Linked DNA regions of Lactuca sativa: region 2 is linked to region 1. The links are chromatin contacts, called in public Hi-C maps. All regions are on one chromosome and are shown on one strand. Each heading gives the region's core, a stretch centred on a gene start, on an enhancer-like site or on the middle of the called end of the contact. The rest is flanking DNA. Distances are from core to core; before and after follow the strand shown.

Region 1 (2,700 bases), core at 44-2,543:
TCTTTGTTCCACGCCTAAGAACACTGGTTGAGGCTTTTTGTCCTGTATTCATTTCTTTACCAGAAAATCTACTTGCTTGATTTTCCTTTTGAATCAGTGTCTCCATCTTCACTGCAAACACATAAATAATAGAGATCTGTTAGGAAAAACAGGACCTTTAGCACTGGTTAACCCAACATATGAATGAAAAACCCTATCAATTTTGTATGCATGCATCATCAGACAAAGAGACCCCATGGGAATAAGAAATAAGCAAAGATATCTTGGGGCCTAGAGATACAATATATTGACCCTTCACGCTAAATCTGAACAGGGATAGACACCTTGTGGTTTTGAGCTGCTAGAGCCATGACTTGATATTTTATAGAAAACTTCATTAACAATGCGATGTATAATCCTTTAGCCATGATTCGTGATCTCATTTGATATGCATACAAAAGTCAATGTGTGTGTGTGTGTTTATGGATGAACAATAATGAATTTGTGTAAGCTTCAGGTAATATTGTCTTCGAGTTAGTTTCTGATCCATGTCAGCTGGATCATGAACTTCTCTAGAGAAAGTCCAGCAAAATTATCACTCTAGGTGTGGTTTCTCGATTCTTTCAGAAAGAAATGCTTCAAGAAAAAATGGTCAGCTACAAACTAAGGAAGAACAAAAAGAGCAAATTCCAAAGAATGATACAAAACGCAATCGCAGAGAAGGAGCTTTAAACCTAAAAATATGATGGTTGACCCGAGTCAACTTCCCGAGTCAACAAATCCATCAGCTCCAATGTACATAAATTCACACGCGATCTCCCAACTCATACGTTCAATCACTGGAATTTCAACACTAATTCAGCCTGCAGTCACCTTCTCCATCCAATTAATTCCAGATTCTTCACCTATACGTGTTGTCTAACCGAATGTGTGAACAAAATTTCTCGCATTTATTTAAGTATAATCTGGAAAATATAACAAAAAGGAAAACCAAATTCTAGCTAGACGAATCTTAAAACAATAACCATGAAATTCACTCACCGAATTCGTAAAATCCAGTAGTATTGAGCGATCGAAATCACGAAAAAAGGAAAATCATCTATAGAAGAAACAATAGTGCGATCGGATGTCTGGAAGAGGAGATTGTTGGGAAAAGGGGTAGGCGTTAGGTCAAAAATGAAAAACGAAACTCACATGGATGGATGGAGAGAGAGAGAGAGAGAGAGAGAGAGAGAACCAATTCTCTCGTCGTAATCTTTGTATTTATTGAGAGAGAGATATATACAGAGAGGGGAAATCCATATTGATGATGGTAGAGTCCGCCGTTTCCAACCCATATTACTAGCATTTTTTCTCCTTCCCACTGGCCTGCACCATTTTTTTTCTTTGAGTAAATTACACGAATGGTCCCTGTGGTTTTGGTTAATTTGTACGTTTGGTCTTTAACTTTTTTTTAACTCGGAAGATCCCTACTGTTTGTTTTTATTGTGCGTTTGGTTCCTGTCTTACCTAAAAAGACTATTTTTCCTTTGATTTTTTAATTTATTTAAATAAACACACATCAACCTCATATCCACCTTACATTACATTACATTACCTACCTCATCTTATTTAAATAAATTAAAAAATCAAAGGCAAAATAGTTCTTTTAGATAAGATAGGGATCAAGCGCGCAACAAAGACAAACAGTATGGACCTTCCGAGTTTAAAAAATAAATTAGGGACCAAACATGCAAATTACCCCAAATCATAGGGAACATTCGTGTAATTTACTCTTTTTCTTTTATAAAACCGTTAACACGTTCACCCACTAAATCATATTTACTTTAAAACGAGTTTTTTGGTTCATTAAAGCTTGAAATTATTAGACTTTTTTCATTTGTGACATTTTATATGTAAAATTAATCGTCATGTAGACGTTGAGTGAGACTTTTGTTGATATGTGTAACGCTCGTTTCAGGTATCAATTACTTTTAAGGATTTTAGGGTTTTAGATTGGAACTCGACGAGTTGGGGAGCTCCAACTCGTTGAGTAGAGATCATTTTGGACGCGGGATTTAGGATCTAGTCGGCGAGTAGACACTGTAAAGCGAAACCCTAATTTCCAGGGGGTTGTGCCTATATAAAAAAGTTATGGCTCGTTGTGGCCTCCCTCGTCGTCTTTACAACCCAAAGAAACCCTAATCTGAGCCTTGTGTGAGAGCCTTTGAGAGTGATTTTGGTGTGATTGTAAAGGGATTTTGTCACACCCCAAAACCAAGAACGGCGGAAACGTTCTAGGGCAGAGGACGTCATGTATGTATCACAACAATGTAAAGTAGTAAACAAGCAACAACATCATCCATTTCGTTAATAGAATAATTCTGCTTACAAGTGTGTTCTTTCATTGTAACGCCCCGGTTATTTAAATAAAATAACAAATGAAAGTCCCGGACTAATTGGTGAAGAATTTAGAAGTTGGAGGTTAAAAGAGTAAGTTATGGATTTAATTTGAAAAGGGTTTCAGAAATCAGGGTACGTTTGGTAATTAATGGACTTACTTTTGAAAGATGTTGGAAGTTAAGGGCTTATGGGTAATTTCAGGACCTATTATGAAAGGAATTTTGGAGTCAGGGGCGAAAAGGGTAAATTTATGAGTTGAATTGAAAAAGATTATGGGAGGAGGGGCTAGTATTGACAAAATGGTCAAATGTTTGGATGAGACACGGGTTAAGACCCGGT
Region 2 (2,885 bases), core at 318-2,817, 290 kb after region 1:
CATATCAACTTTGACCATAAATAATTTTATTTGTGTTATGTAATTTACGATGAAACTTATAACAATGAAAATACATTTAAAAACAATCTATTCATATATCTTGCATAAAAAAATTATATAACAAAAAATGAATTATTTAAAGTCAAAGTTAAACAAAATAAACTTAAAAAGTCAAATGGGACAAACCAATGATATTGTTACATTAACTTATATGTTATGCCTTTTCCAAAAAAAAAGACAGAAACCCCTTATATTATGCAAAAAAATCTCAAATATTCAAAGCAATATTCTATAGTAAAGTTCCATCTTAAACCAACAAAAATATTAAGGACATATATATAACTTTATTATGTAAACTAGTTGTGAAACCCGTATATTATACGGGTTAATTAAAACATAATGTTAAATAGGAGCGATTAAATGAGAAATTTATTTGAATTTGAAATATGAAATATGAAATGAGTGAAAATTATGAAGAAAAAAAAAACATGCAAAAAATAAATTAATTAAAATTATGTGTTTAATTATTAGACCCGTATATTAAATGAGTTATTATAATAAAATGTTAAATACAAAGGTTTAAAGTGTACATTTATTTGAAATTGAAATTGAAATTTCAAATTTCAAATTTGAATTTAATAGTTATTATAGTAGGTTTAATTTACGGATTAATGATATAGTGAAAATGAATAATGAAGTAATTGACAAGTGAAAAATAAATATATTTCAAAATTATGATAAAATGACATGTGACCAATTAAATGAGAGAATGACAATTGGCAATAACATTTTCATTTATTAGGGTAGAAAATCGTATTAATATATTAGTTTTATTCATAATCCACTTAAATAAAGTGAGTTTAAAAGTTAACTAACCTTTGGCCGGCACAAACACTAGTCCCAACCCGGCACTAAAATTGGATCTTGGGTTGAACCGCTCCAACAACGTCATCGGGACACTTGATTCTATACTTATAGACTGCAAATCTTCATCGGGTCGAAGCGGGTATGTTGCAAACAACCCGTAATCCTTTGACACGTGTTTGTTGCCACATGTACAATTCACTGTAACATTAATATCAACAAAGTCCGGTATCTTTTCGGCTTCAAACCAATTCACTCGTTGGACCCAATACTCATCCGTAAGATTAGCAAAAACTTCACTAGCAATTTTACCATAAGTATCACCAACTTGAGTTTCGTATTTGAAAGTATGGCCTAAAAAATCATCATTTAAGCATAGACACGAAAACGGGACGTTAATTCGGGCCCCAGATTCTATGCTGTCGCCTCCCGGGATTTGTGGATTGTATCTAAGGATTTCGGGGATTGTTTGAGAGAAAATTTTGCTTATGTAAGTGAGATTTGATCCTTGTGCAACATAATATGATGCCAAGGCAAGATCACAACCATTGCTACACTTGGATTCAATTTTTACAATGAAGAAAACAACCCAAAATCCCAATTCTAATATACGTTTCTTTCTCTTTGATATATTGTTCATGAGAAAAAGAAGAAAGAGAGAAATGAAGAGATATGGGTGCATGTAGAGAGAGAAAGATATGTATTATAGTTCAAATAGTAGACAGATTAACTATATTTTAAATTAGAGAGATGAGATTGATTACATGTTGGTTTTGTTTGATAGCATAAAGAATTGTAAAGGAATCGTCAAAAAGTATAAGCTCCATCATGTTTCTTGTCTTCTATTATTTGTTTTATGATTCTTGAAATTAACCTACAATTTTCAAGAATCATCAACCAAAATGAATATCACTTCTGTTACATAATTTATTTTGAGATCATCTTCATCGAAATGGATAATAACTTCCAAAATATATTTCTATCGATATTCCATTAATTTCGAATACCTTTTTGTTCATTTTTTTTCTTGTTAAGATTATTTATTTATAGCTGTCAACGTTATTTAGATTTATGAGAAAAAATGCATAGTCCCAACCTTTTATTGTAATGGAGGATAATGATTTAAAAGACCATTTAAGTTTCAAATTTGATAAAAAAACACCATTCAAGTATTACATGTTTAAAAAACACCATCAAACTAAGACATATGTTCAAAAAACACCAACGAAGTACATATTCTATTCAAAAATCACCATCTTTATGGTTTGGAGTAACTTACATGTTTAGTCCATAACTTTTTTTTTTTTTAACTCGGACAGTCCCTAGCGTTTATATTTATTTTTCCTTCGGACCATAATCAAGTTAAAAGACTAATATACTCTTATTAGTTTCATTTAACATTTATTTTTATTACTTGTTAATTATTTATACAATTGATATATTTATAATAAATAATAACATAAATTAAATAAATAATTAATAAATAATAAAAATAATGTTAAATGAAAGTAATAAATGTATATTAGCCTTTTAACTCGATCAGAGTCCGAAGTCGAAACAAATTTAAACTAAAGGGATCGTCCGAGTTAAGAAAAAAAAGTTAGGGACTAAATATGTAAGTTACCCCAAACCATAAAGATGGTGTTTTTTGAACAGAACATGTACTTCGTTGGTGTTTTTTGAACATATGTCTTAATTTGATGGTGTTTTTTGAACATGTGATACTTGAATGGTTTTTTGGAACGGATTTGAAACTTCAATGGTCTCTTAAGTCATTGATTGTATTGGGGTTATTTGTTTTCTTAAGCAATAAACATTTGAATTTTGTTCACATATTTAATTGAGAATATGGCGCTTGATAGATTATATGACTTTGACCAGAGTCAAAGTAACCAATAAACAATTCAATGAAGTTTTAAGGAAACATATGCAACATGATATATCTTTTCCAAAATTCATTACGAGAAACAGCAACACATTTTACTAAACATCTATCCTAATAAATAAGAATGATTTTGACA

What was found. A called contact is a pair of places that touch in the nucleus more often than the background predicts.
Region 2: a Hi-C map of leaf shows a contact between it and region 1, with 7 times the contacts expected there. The contact joins the promoter of LOC111897392 here to the promoter of LOC111899281 in region 1. A contact is called at or near these places in 3 of 4 Hi-C or Micro-C datasets (leaf and seed).

What each region holds. Positions count from the first base shown.
Region 1 is chr1:237,221,587-237,224,286 of Lsat_Salinas_v11, forward strand. LOC111899281 (lysine-specific demethylase JMJ29) reads right to left here and starts at 1,294. Exons shown (of 14, transcript XM_042895971.2): 1 at 1,021-1,294; 2 at 714-897; 3 at 1-111. The coding sequence starts at 106.
Region 2 is chr1:237,512,611-237,515,495 of Lsat_Salinas_v11, forward strand. It overlaps LOC111897392 (chitin elicitor receptor kinase 1), which reads right to left and starts at 1,568. Exons shown (of 11, transcript XM_052764893.1): 1 at 877-1,568. The coding sequence starts at 1,546.